3 separate regions of the Mus musculus genome follow, and all the other regions are linked to region 2. Evidence: chromatin contacts called from public Hi-C and HiChIP or PLAC-seq data. All regions are on one chromosome and are shown on one strand. Each heading gives the region's core, a stretch centred on a gene start, on an enhancer-like site or on the middle of the called end of the contact. The rest is flanking DNA. Distances are from core to core; before and after follow the strand shown.

Evidence for each region. A called contact is a pair of places that touch in the nucleus more often than the background predicts. HiChIP or PLAC-seq counts read pairs in DNA pulled down with a chosen protein or histone mark.
Region 1: a contact with region 2 is called in an H3K27ac HiChIP or PLAC-seq map of extraembryonic endoderm stem cells, with 7 times the contacts expected there. The contact joins the promoter of Scaf11 here to the promoter of Hdac7 in region 2. A contact is called at or near these places in 3 of 39 promoter capture datasets (3T3-L1-derived adipocytes, the C10 cell line and hippocampal neurons), 1 of 484 Hi-C or Micro-C datasets (B cells) and 2 of 115 datasets of contacts at active chromatin or transcription factors (extraembryonic endoderm stem cells and large pre-B cells).
Region 3: a Hi-C map of CD4 T cells shows a contact between it and region 2, with 6 times the contacts expected there. The contact joins the promoter of Arid2 here to the promoter of Hdac7 in region 2. A contact is called at or near these places in 1 of 39 promoter capture datasets (pre-B cells), 3 of 484 Hi-C or Micro-C datasets (CD4 T cells, CD8 T cells and the G1E-ER4 cell line) and 1 of 115 datasets of contacts at active chromatin or transcription factors (pancreatic cancer cells).

What each region holds. Positions count from the first base shown.
Region 1 is chr15:96,459,543-96,463,778 of GRCm38.p6, reverse strand. It overlaps Scaf11 (SR-related CTD-associated factor 11), which reads left to right and starts at 2,936. Exons shown (of 15, transcript NM_028148.2): 1 at 2,936-3,177. It overlaps Gm41408, which reads right to left. Exons shown (of 2, transcript XM_030248866.1): 2 at 533-3,735. The coding sequence ends at 2,870.
Region 2 is chr15:97,828,921-97,832,811 of GRCm38.p6, reverse strand. It overlaps Hdac7 (histone deacetylase 7), which reads left to right and starts at 1,317. Exons shown (of 25, transcript NM_001378971.1): 1 at 1,317-1,453. The coding sequence starts at 1,435. Gm33636 (a long non-coding RNA gene) reads right to left here and starts at 2,126. Exons shown (of 4, transcript XR_001781759.2): 1 at 1,507-2,126.
Region 3 is chr15:96,285,811-96,289,793 of GRCm38.p6, reverse strand. Arid2 (AT rich interactive domain 2 (ARID, RFX-like)) reads right to left here and starts at 2,272. Exons shown (of 21, transcript NM_175251.4): 1 at 2,008-2,272; 2 at 1,807-1,900; 3 at 642-739. The coding sequence starts at 2,099. It overlaps Gm38469 (spidroin-2), which reads left to right and starts at 2,396. Exons shown (of 3, transcript XM_011245785.3): 1 at 2,396-3,778. The coding sequence starts at 2,541. The coding sequence ends at 3,284.

The DNA of each region.
Region 1 (4,236 bases), core at 1,687-4,186, 1.4 Mb after region 2:
TCTGGAGGTTCATCTTTCTTGAGTGGAATATTGGTTTTAATAAAGCTATATTATTTTGTGAAAGTTCCTGTAACTTTTCCTTATAGCATTTAGTTTCCATTCGTTATATGGACATTGCATATTTGACCACATTTTGTCCATGAGTCTTAACTGCATACCTTTTGAATTTGTAAATTTTTATTGACATAAACACACTATACAGATTAAATTGAAAACCTCCTGTTATATAAAAATCGAAGATAAAACACGGGGTTATTTGTTTAAAACTGCCAAGGGGTTAAGTAACCCAAGGTCTTTATTCCATGATTTCTTTTTTCTTCTTCTCTTAATGTGAATTTTGTTTTGTGTTACATTCATAAAAGACAGATTATAGCAATTATTTCTGATGAACCCATAAAAATGTATACATTGACCGATCACCTTTCATTTTCAAAGCTGCTGCTATGGGTTTGTTTGTTTGTTTTTGGTTTTTCAATGCTATGGGTTTCTATCACACTGTGAAAGGATGGTTGCCCGAGAAACTGCAACACAATTGAGAATTTCAATGAAGGTATTTTTATGTGCACCATTTGTAGATCTTAGCAAATCTCTTTTGGGGGGGAGGGGGAGGGAGACTGGAGAGATAGTTCAGGTCAGTTATTAGCATTTCTCTTCCAGATGAGCTAGGTTTGAGTATCAGCAACAACAACCTGGTTCATAACTCCACCTGGAAGTCCAGCCCCAGACACCTTGTCTTCCTCTTCTGGCCTCCATGGGCACTGCAAGAATGTGGTGCAGACATACATGTAAGCAAAATACCCATATACATAAAAAATAAACTAAAATGCTCTCTGTATGTACATGTTTGTTCATGGGGTACTTCTCTGTTGTGGTGTACTCGTGAAAGTGTGTGTCCCACAGTGCACAAGTGGGGTCAGAGGACAACCTTGGGTATCAATTCTTGCCTTCTACACTCTACAGGTAGGGTCTGTTGTCTCTGACAGCAGGCTAGCTTCAGAGGTCTCTCCTGTTGTCTCTCCGTGAAAGCCCTGGAATTACGGATGCCTGCTATGGTGCCCAACTTTCTGTGGGTTCTGGGGAGTCAACCTCAGGTCCTCATGCTTGTGTGGTAAGCACTTAATGAGCCACCTCCCTAGCCCTCACTTGTTTATGATTATAAATGAGTCTAAAGTATTAACAGGTATGCCATCGACATTATCCATCTGTTTTATATTTACCCTCTCTGATAAATTTAAAAAAAAAAAAAGGAAACAAAACACATTCTTATCATGCAAACACAGTAAAGAGGAGAACACCATATATAGAAATAGGCAGGGTCTCTCTCTTGGGGAACAAGAAACAGCCTATATTACAATGCACCTTCGTTTCTGTTAGGTAAGTATTGTGTGTGTGGAGGGGGAGGTGGATGGGGGCGGGAGGTGGTCAAAGGGCAGTTAGGCAGGAGGAGCCTTTTCTCGTGCTCTGTTACCCAGCACGATGGCTACAGAGTGAATTTTAAATGTTGCGAACACAAAAGGTAGAGCAATAAATTTGAAGTAGGAGATGTGGAGTTTGAGGATCGGTCTGCACAGTGAGACTCTGCATTAAAAACAAAATAAAATACATACAAAAGAATATCACATCTTCACCGGGAATTGCTCTTACTGATAAAATTCTCTAGGGTGAATTCTGGACCCCGAGTGTACACAGGAAAGCTAAACTTTATCTCTGCAGGATGGTTAACAGTGCCTTTGACTTGATTCTGTCACACAACAGTTTCAACAGGTTTTTAGGTTTTCTTAATCACCAGCTTCATTCGTCGTCATTACAAGAGAAAGGTCCCTCAGAAAGTCTTGTTTCATCAGAACAAAGTATTTTAACACCTCTAAATCACTGCGAAATACTTGCACACAGGAACACCACATTTCCAAACCTATGAAGATAGCTCACTGACACTGGGAGAGACAAGGCTGCCATTCATTGCATTCCTAAGCGGTTATTTACCCAGTCCCTTGCTGGTGCTCGGCTCTGTGAAGAGCTTAACGAGACATCATCCCAAACTTCGGTGTGACGTGACGGGCACTGAACAGCCAAGTAGCACAGGATGAAGATGCCAGGGAAGCGACAGGATCAGAGAGGAGGGCAGGGGACGCTGCTGGGCTGGAGGTAGGGAGGGAACAGCCTGGGTTGGGGTGGCCAGGCGACAGCGTGGATTGCAAGAGGACAACTAGGAAAAGCTAGAGCGTGGAGCAGGGGGTGAAAAAGCCAGCGCCTGACGAAAAGCCTGTAAAGACACCTCCGAGGTGAAACAAAAGATCCGAGGGCGCTGCAGGGCAGGAGGACATCGCAGAGTGACTGAAAGTGGAAGCACTTAAAGCCAGCCAGGCTCGGCTAGCCTCGGGGACGCGGGCTTAGGGCGTGGGAGTGTGTCCCGGGCTGGCAGGCCGCCGCGCACGTGCAGCGGGCGGAGTACTTCATCCGTGCCAACTACGCACGAGTTCTTCTCGGGACTGCAGTCTCTCCAAAACATCTTTATTGTCGCCCACGGAGCCTGCCAGGAAAGGCCACGACCAGAGAGAGCGCGGCCAGGGCGCAGGGGCGGGGGTGGGGATGAGGGGGAAAGGGGTGGAGCGAGGACTGAGCACGGCGCGTGCGCGTAGCGCTCCGAGCGGCAAGAGGGCGGGGCAAGAAGAATGTTTCCCAGAAGCCCCGGCCACTCGCAGACGCCGGAGCTCCCGCTCTCCAGCCGGGCGGCGTGCCCCGCCCACCACGTCCGTCCGTCCGTCGCGGCTCGCGGGCGCCCCCTGGAGGTCCGGGGGAGTACGGCAGCGCCCGCGAGCAGGTAGCGTGCGGCGGGTCCAGCCGCCCGCCCGCCCGCCCGCCCGCGTCGTCACCACAGTGCGCCGACCTGTGGCGGCGCGGCTGAGCCCCGCGGAAGGAGGGAGGGAGAAAGGGAGGGAGCCGCCAGACACGGCGGGGGAGGGGAGCGGCGGTGGCGCAAGCGGCGCGGAGCTAGCGCCGCCTGCCCGGGTCTCCTGCTGCGTGGCTGCCTGCGTGCTCCCGACCCGGCCGTCCGAGCCAGCCCGCGGGCCGCGCGCGCTTCCGAGCGGCCGGAGGAGTCCATGGTGCAGAACTTAGCGGCGGACTGACGGAGACCGGGCCTCCTGCGCCGGCGCGGCCGCGGGACCTCGGCCTCAGGTAAACACGGCGGGCCGGAGAGAGCGGACGAGGCGCCCCGGGGCGCAGCGCAGCGCGGCGCGGCGGGGGCGCGGGCCGGGCGGGCGGGCAAAGTTTGGGGCTCGCGCGCGGCTCGGGCGGTGTCTTTCGCTGCGAGCAAAGTTGGGAGCCGCGGCCCCGGGCGGCGCGGGGCGGAGGTCCAGTTTGGGCGCGCGCGGGGCCTAGGAGCAGAGCGGGGCGGCGCGGGCTGCGGGGCCTCGGCCGAGGCAGGAAGGGGCTCCAGGCCCGGCCCGCAGCTCCCCCACCCGCAGTGGGAACGTGTCGGCCGTGCTTCCGGGCGCTCCCAGGCTGGCCCGCTTTCCCGTGGAGTTCGCGTTCGTCCCCGAGCCTCCGGGTCCCGCTTGTGAAACCAAACTTCACTAGGCTGTGACCTCCCCGGCGCCTGAACGAGGAAGCGCTGGCCGGCGCCTGGCCTCGGCCTCTCCCTCCCTCCCTCGGCGGCCGCCTCCCCACCCCCGCCGTCGTTTTTAAAACCCGCTGCCCGGGCTGCCCGCGGTCCAACCGGCCGGGAGATCGAAACTCAGCCCCGCTCAACCCCGCCTTAGAGCCGGGGACTGAGTACCGATTAGAAGATTGGCCAATGCACGCTCGTCTTCCGCACGGATCTCGAAGAATTTAATTTAAAAGACACCTGGTTGCAATTGAGGGCAACAGTCCCAGATTGAAATGGTGACCTACACTCCCCATGCGTTGATCTGTACAGTATCGTATTCCGGTAGTCCGGCTAATCATCTGCGTGTGTGAGGTAGTAAACAATACAGAATGCAAGTTTTACATGCTGATCGTACTACGTAAAACCGCGGCTGCTTCTCATTCATTTTGGATTACATTTTGGCTACCATCCTTATATACTAGCAGCGAACTAACGAAAACTGACGAGAAAGTTTTTTAGTATGCCTTGACTAAGATATGGTAGTATTCAAATTTCCCCCAGTTTGGGCAGTTTTCTCTGAATTTTGGGGAAAGTATATCAATAAGTACGTTTTTTTTCATTTTTCAAGGAAAAGATAACTCATGTAT
Region 2 (3,891 bases), core at 68-2,567:
TCAAGACTCTGGCTTCCAAGATATCACATCTCTAGGTCTGCCTCATTTTCCCCTTCTAAAGGTTCTTGGAGTTCCGAGGACTCAGAGAGTAGATTGGGACCAGAAGGAAGCTGCCTTTCAGTGGCGGGCACCTCAAGGGCAGGGGAGCATAGTGTTCCTGGTGAATGACCGCTCTCCCTTCCCAGTTTTCTGACCTGCCAAATTGCTGGAGGCAACAGGACTGACAGGCCAAGCCAGGAAACTCAGTGGGAAGGTCCTCGGCCCCTGACCCTTGAATCTGACCTCCTCCCGTCTAAGATGGGGGAGAGGCAGGGAGGGCTTCAGTGCAAAGCCAGTCCTCAGCTGAGTTTATTAGCTGAGGGAGGGCTGGAGGCGGCTGCATTCCGACTCACAGACTGGAACATTTCTGTGATCCGCTGTAATGCACTGGGGGACACTGGGCACATTGCTGAAGTTTGACTCATAGGGTCCAGGAGTGGGGGGGCAAAGGAGGGTCATTGTGGAGGGAGAGGAATGGAAGAGGAAGAGGAGAGGATGGAAGGAAATCCCTTGAGAAAAATTTTTTTTAAGTTTCGAAAACTGCACCACCCCCCATCCCCTTTTTTTTTTCTTTTAATAGGAACAGACTGGACCCTTCTGCTCCCCTCAGCAGACAGTGGGGGCGGGGGGTGCCACTGGGGTTGGACTGGCAGTGGTTCAAATCAGATCCTGAAGTGTTCCTGAGGAGAGTCGTGTGTGTGTGTGTGTGTGTGTGTGTGTGTGTGTGTGTGGTGTGTGTGTGTTAGGATGGGGCAGGGGTGTCCGTCTGGGATTCCTTGCTCGAGACTCCAAGCGTGCCCTGCTCTCCCTGTGTGTAGCGCTGCCCTCGTTGACTTAAGTGTGTAGATGTGTGCACAGGAGTCCTTCCCCGAAGCGTAAAGCACCCTGGCTTGTGTAAACATGGATGCACGCCCGTGTACGCTGTGTATGCACGGGTGCGTGCACTCAGGTATCTGGGTTTCCGGGAATTGTGCGCGGGGCGCAGCGCCGCGCGGCGGCTGGGGCTTCCGCGGCCGCGCGCGGGTCCGGCCGCGTCCCGCGTTCCGGGTTCGGCGCTGCCTCCCGGGCGGTGAGCCGCGCCCCGCCGCGATCGGTGTCTGCCGCCAGGCTGTGTGCTGCTGAGCGAAGCCCGGGTGGTGTGTCCCAGGGCCGCCAGCGCCGGCCCCCTCCCTCCCCTCCCCCTTGGCCCGCTCTCAGACTCAGATAAAGCATTTCCTTCCATTGTCATCCTACCCGGCCGGCCAGGCTGCCAGGGCCCTCCCCCTCCCGGCCCCCTCCCTTCCTCTCGCCGTCTCACAGTCGCTCTGCAGCCTCCGGCGACCGGGGGGATGTGAGGCCGGCGCCCCGGCCCCCCGCCCGCCATGAGCCCCCGGCTCTGAGGGCCCCGGCCCCTGGATGCACAGCCCCGGCGCGGGTGAGTACCGGGCGGCCACCCCCTCCCCGTCCGCCCCGCCCTGCGCGCGGCACCCTGCGCTGCTCGCCCCGGCTCCCGCTCCGGCTGCGGCTGGGTCTCCGGCCGGTCCGGCTGGCCGGGTCCTCCGCGCGCCCTGGACCGCGCCCGCTCGCCCGGGCTCTGGCCCGCTCGCTGCCCCGGCTGGTTCCGGGGCCGAAGGGCTCCGGCCTCCTGCGGGGCGCCCACATCCGCCCGCTCCCGGGCAGCGACAGGCCCCGGGGAGGCAGTGGGAGGCCCGGGGCCGCCTGTGCAAGGGCCGGGCGTCCCGTCACCCTCCTCCCCGGGATCCGGGAGGCACGGCCGGCCGCCGAGGCCCGGGAGGGGGCGGTGCTCCGGGACCAAAGGTTTGGAAGCGGGAGGGCAAAGGCTAGGACCCACTGAACTGGCGCAGAACTTGCAGGGCTGGACATCAGCGCCCCTGTCTTGTAGAACTGGGCAGGGCCCTACTCAGATCCTGTAGCTGAGGGAAACGTCCCCTGGAGGGGTACTGGGCTGGGAGATTTCTCTGAGCATCACCCCTTATCCTTGATCACCCATCATAGAGAGACAGACACTGTGTTCAGCCTAGCAGTGAGGACAGTTAAAGGCGTGGGGAAGTGGGGGCCGCAGGCTGAGTACTGAGAGAGGTAGGGAGGTGGGGAGCTGGATCTAGCCCCCCCACCCCCACCCACCCCCAGTCTGATAGTACTGAGAAGTATGAGAACCCGGGCAAATCTGGCAACTGAACTGTCTTTTCGCCACTGCGATTTCTCCGCCAATTGAGTTGGAAGAAAAACCTAAGTCCTGCATGCAGGTCGCTTAATGAGTCCCACTTATTTCTCACTGGCTGCCGGTTTGGGGCCGACTTAGGGCTGACCATTGGTTCCCTGAACTATCCTTGCTGGCTGTCCAGCACTCCCCCAAAGCATCCTGCATCATCTGGCGGGGTTGGCTTGCTGCTAAGTATCCCTTCCCACATCCCAACGCAGCATCTGCTTGAGGCCCAGTTCTGCCTGCCAAAGTTTCAGGGTGATAATAGGACATTGGCCCTCGGTGGCCCTGGAGGGAGTGCAACATCTGGAATCAGGAGCTAGTCCTCCAGACTTTTACCTAGATTTGCTCAAATTCCATTGCAGACTGTCACTTTGGTTGGTTTCTATCCTCTAACTTGTACTTAGGTGACCCATTTCTTCCCAAGAGGACCCCCATGGGCTGCGGTCGTGCCTCCCCTCTGTGCCAACCTTCCGAGCCTCTTCTCCATCCGCCGCAAATCATCCTTCACTCTTAACCTCCTTGCTCTCTGCAGCCTCACGTCTCCCCTCAGTAACTAAGTACTTTTCTTCTTTACAGTGATTCCTGGGGGGGAAATGAGGCACAAAGCAGTTCCAGTGTATGGTACCCAGATAACTGAGATTGGACCAAGTCCTGAACCCAATGGGGCTGAGGCTTGTGTCTCTGTCTTTAGTTTTATGATGTCCTTTCCAAGCTAGACCCTCAGAGCTGTGCGTTGGAAAAGCTAGGTACAGGGTGCATCTGAGCCCCCTGCTGCTCAGTTTGGCCCCTTAGCTGGGGCATTTTTCTGTGTCTCAAGGGCATATGCTGAGCTTTGAGGCAAAGAAGGTTTCTCTTCTAAGCAGGTCACCTTACTTAAGCAGGCTTTTCTCAAAATTAACATGATAAGGTGGGTGGGTGGGGAGGATTCTCAGTTCACTTTCCAAAGCTCAGAGCTAGAGGGACCAACCGCACATAGCCAGTCAGTAATCCACGGGGAGTAAGGGAACAGGCAGAGCCTCCTGTGTCCTTGTCTCAGGGATAATGGTTCTCACCTATCTAGTTCCTAGTGGCTCAGTTGTGATGGGATTGGAAATGAGGACCTTTTTATAGCTGTAGGCACACTTCTTTCTTGGCCTTCTTTGCTCTTTGCCTTTCTTTAAGAACTGGTCGTTTCAACGTTGACAGGAGCCCCCAGAGAAAGGTGAGCTAATAATGTAAGGCCCAGAGTCACCTAGCCAAGGAATGGCACCAACCAGACCGGCCTCTGCCAGCATCTATTCTGAGCTCTTCCTTGGTTAGATGTGGTCTGGAGGCTGCAGGAGAGTATGGGGTATTGCAGGGCTTGAAGGCAGGTCCCCTTGGAGGCGCCAGCTCCAGGACTTTGAGTTTGTATATGTTGGATTTGTTCACTAGATGGGGCACTTCCTCTGGGGCAGGAAGCCTTGATTTCCTGTGTTGGGGGGTGGGTAGGGACCAGGAGTGAGGGGCCCAGTGCACCATCCCTGATGTTGTTTGGAACCACAGAAGGGCAGAGCTTTCGCTTGAAGCAGCTTCCCTAATCCAGGGGAGACAGGAAGGAGAGCTCTGGCGGGGAGGCCCAGGTTGAGGCTAGGGAAGGCTCTAAGTGCCATGAGCTGGGGGGTGGG
Region 3 (3,983 bases), core at 1,023-3,522, 1.5 Mb after region 2:
ACCATCCCCATATTCCTAAAGATATTGGATATTTTTAAGTTTCTCAAAAATTCAATTAACAACAAAAGAGTTCAAAAGTTAATTCTGATCAGCCAAGGTATCTTCATTAGATTATTTATGTAAAAATATCCCATTGAAAACCCACTGAGGAACAGTTCCAGGCAGTAAGTTTTCTTTTAAAAAAACAAACAAACAAACAAAAAGTCCACAAAAGCCAGAATTATGGGCGGCTAAGGAGTTTCCAAATAAAGAAGGTGGGGGGAACTCTCTCTCCCACAGGTTACAAAGTTTCATTAAGTATCCCAAGTCTTTTACTAAGCACCTTCTTTCCTGTCCGGTCCCCCCTCCACACCCCCCCCCCCGTGGCTATCAAGCAGTCAATAACAATGTCACAAAAGAATGTTTACAAGGTAGGATGTGGGGTGTCGCCTGTAATGACTTTGTATGAAAAATATAAATGATTGTATTTTAACCTGAGGAGAACGTCAGCCTCCTACCATCTCACTGTATTGACAGCAAATGCTTCTCAGACTGCAATTAACAAGGGATTGGAAAACTGGTTAGAGCGCAGATTTTGTTGTTGTTTAATCGCCCCTAAGTCCCTCGTTTCCAAATACTGTGGAAAAGTCACCACTACTCACCGCAAGTAATACTGTTTTAAAGCAAAGGCAGCGTTGGAACAACTTCTGGGAAAGTTGAACTCTTCAACAATTTCTCCCCACTGATTCTTCTCAGAAACCTGTTAAAAACACAGGCACACTTGTCTCAAAGTGCCCAATCCAAGAAAAACCTACCCTAACCTGGAAGCTAAATGCCCCTTCTGCAGAGATCTGTAGACACCTAAGGAGCAGTGGGTGTCTGGGGTCGACCCACGAGAGTTACTAAGCCAGGGCTGCTTGAATCACTATGTTTTCATCAGAGAGCCCTGTATTTAGCAGCACTTGTTTTGTTTTGGGGGGGGGTTGGTGGGTTTGTTTTGTTTTTGAAGCCCGGACAATAACCAATCGCAAGTCCCTCTGTCGCCCCCTTTTAAATCTCAACGCGGTCCGTTTGCAGTAAAGAAAAAAAAAAAAAAAAGTTCAAAAGGATCAATACTGCTCCGGACAGCGACGTCCGCGAGCTCTGGGGGGGCCGGGGCCGGGGCCGACTCCGATCCCTCTCCCAGATCTATCCATCTCCATAGGCCCTTCTTTGAGGCCTACAGCTTCTGCCTAGCCTTGAAGCCTAAGATGGCTATTTGCAGACAGGTCCTGCTTTCTTTTGTTAGCTGTAGAAAGCCAGGGCGAGCGGGCCGAGGCTGTGCCCCCGGCCGCCGGGATCATTTCGCAGCCGATTATCGATGTTAAACCTGCCCGCGCTAATTTTGAGTTGCACGAAAACTGCTCAGAGTCTGTGTGTCTCTGTGTCTCCGCCTGTGCTAGAGCGGCAGCGGCGGCGGCGGCAGCGCTGACTCGCGGGCGGGCGGGCGGGCCGCGGGCTCGGCGGGCGGCGGGCGAGCACTCCACTCGCCCGCGCTCCCCGCCGCGCCGCTCAGACCCCGCGGGGCCGGCCGGACACCGGGCAGGGCGCTCCCCGCCGCCGGGCCGCACCGCCCGCCCAAGCCCCGCGCCCGCCGCGCGCACGCGAGCCACCAGGCCGAAAACAGCCCCGCCGCCGGCCGCCTCCGTGGGCCACCGGCTGCGAGCGCCGAGAACGCCGTGTGTCCCGCCGATCGCCCCCCCGACCCCGGGCGCCTGCTCCCGGGTCGGAGCAGACTTTTCCGAGCAGGCCAGCGAGAGGGAAATACAAATTAAAACTTCCACTCACCTTCGCGAATCCGCCTAAAGTAGTGACTCTGGTGTAGAGCCCGTGAAGATCCAGCTCCTTCCCACCCACCGCAGGGATCTTCTTAAACGGCGACCTGCGGGCGACAGAAAGCCCCGCACTTGTCACCGGGACCCCGCGCCCGCGGCGGGCCCCCGTTCGCCCCGGCTCGCCCCGGCGCTGCCCCCCCGGTCCTGCTCTCACCCTCTGCTGTGGTGGAACTGCCGCAGCTCGTCCAGGAAAGCCAGTCCCTTCCTCCGCTCGTCCGGAGGCGCCTTCCCCGTCGAGTTTGCCATTATTTTGCCAAAGGAGGTCTCCCGAAAAAACCCAGATCGCGGTTCAAACGCGGCCCCCGCTCCCCGCGCTCCCTACCAGCGCCCGGAGCCCATTCCTCGGCCGGCGGTGGCGGGGCTCAGTCATGGGCCGGCGGTGGCGGCGGCGGCGGCGGCGGCGGCGGCGGCGGCGGCGCAGGGAGGGAGGAGGGAGGGGGAGGAGGCGAGGAGGAGGGGAAGGAGGGAGCGGGAGGCCAGGGGGAGCGCAGGGCCGGAGGGAGGGGAATTTCTAAAAAAGTTTAAAGAAACGGGAGCGAAACTAGAGGGGCAGGCGACGGGCGGCCGGGCGCGGAGCCGCGGGGCGAGCGCGGCCCCCACCCTGCCTCGCCGCCTCCCGCGGCCCGGCTCTGGGCCGCCTCTCAGCGCCGCCGGCCCTGGCGGCTCGGCCCGGGGACGCGATTCAACATGGTGCTGCGGCCGGGGGGCGCACGAGCCGACCGGGGGCCGGGCGAGCCGAGGCGAGGGGCCCGGGCGGCCGCAGGCCTGGGAGTTGCGGCGGCGGCGGCGGCGGCGGCGGCGCGGCGGGGCCGGGGCAGGCGGGGCCGCGTGGGGAGGGGGAGGTCTGTGTGGTGGCTTGTGGAGAGCGGGGTGACAGCGTGGATCCGGGCCGCGGCTCCGCGGGGCCCTCGCACACATTCACGCGCGGCGGCGGCGGCGGCGGCCCGGGCGTCCCCGGGCACAGGCTCCGGCGGCAGCCGAGCCGCTGCGCGCCGCCCGCCGGCCTGCCTGCCTGCCCGCCAGCCTCCCGTTCTCTGCTGCCGCCGCCACGGCCGGGCCGCCAGCGCCGCACAGCGCCCCCCGAGGGCCGGCCGCGGCACTGCGCCTGGCTCCACACGGTCGCGGCGGCTCCTCGCGGGGAACAATAGACTCGGCTCGCCCGGCTTAGGGTTCATCTGCAATGTGCAGCACATTTCACACGCACACAAAGCGGGCGGAAAGGGGGGCGGCGCGGGGAAACGGCCACTACCGGTTGTTCCGGGCTTAGGGGTGGAGGCGATGTTCGCGTCCCCGGCGGCGCCCGCCGGGCCTCCGGCCACACTGAGAAGCAGGCTCGCTCGGCGCAGCCCCGGCGGCCGCGGACGAGTCCGCTCGCCCCCTCTGGAGACGTTGCTAGCGGGAGGCGTTGGCCTCCGGGCTTCATCGTGCTAGCACGAAGCCCGCCGAGCACATGGTCCATGATGGGGCCGTAAACTCACTTTGACAAACTGTAGGATCGAATAGGCTGGAAACTGCCTGCCCTACTTTTGTGGAGCTAGAGTAAGGCTTTTCACTCGTCCTCCCTTTTTTGGTCGGTTTGGTGCACCGAACCCGGAGGTACGCAAACGGTAATCGCGCCTGTTGGGAAATAACCTCCCAACTTTGAGAATAACACTGCTTAGGTCTTTTTTTGCACTAGTATCTGAAAAAGAGGGCAAAATGTTTTTCCCTTTCAGTTTAAAAAAAAAGAAAATGTGTACATAGGGAATTCAAAATTTGTATCTTTTTTTTTTTTTAGTACCACTTAAATTTGCATTTACCCGGGTGTTGGAGCCCTCCCCGGTCTGCAAATGTGGAGAGCCTCATGCTTCTCCTTTGGTCTACTAGGATTCCCATTTTAGAGACAGCCACCAGTGGCAAAGTCACTAGCCCAAGGTCACAAGCTGGTAAGAGTCTGGATGGGTTTATTTCAGGTAGTCTTTCCGATGGGAGCACCTATCGGGTGACGGGGAGGAGTATATTAAAAAAAGAGAGAATTATGTAATAGAGCGGAGCGTGCTTCCGGTACTCACTCTAGGAAACGGGTTTATTTCCCAAGTAAAGTTTATGTCTTCAGTGGGGTCGGGATAAGGTGTGGCTAGCAAATTCCTG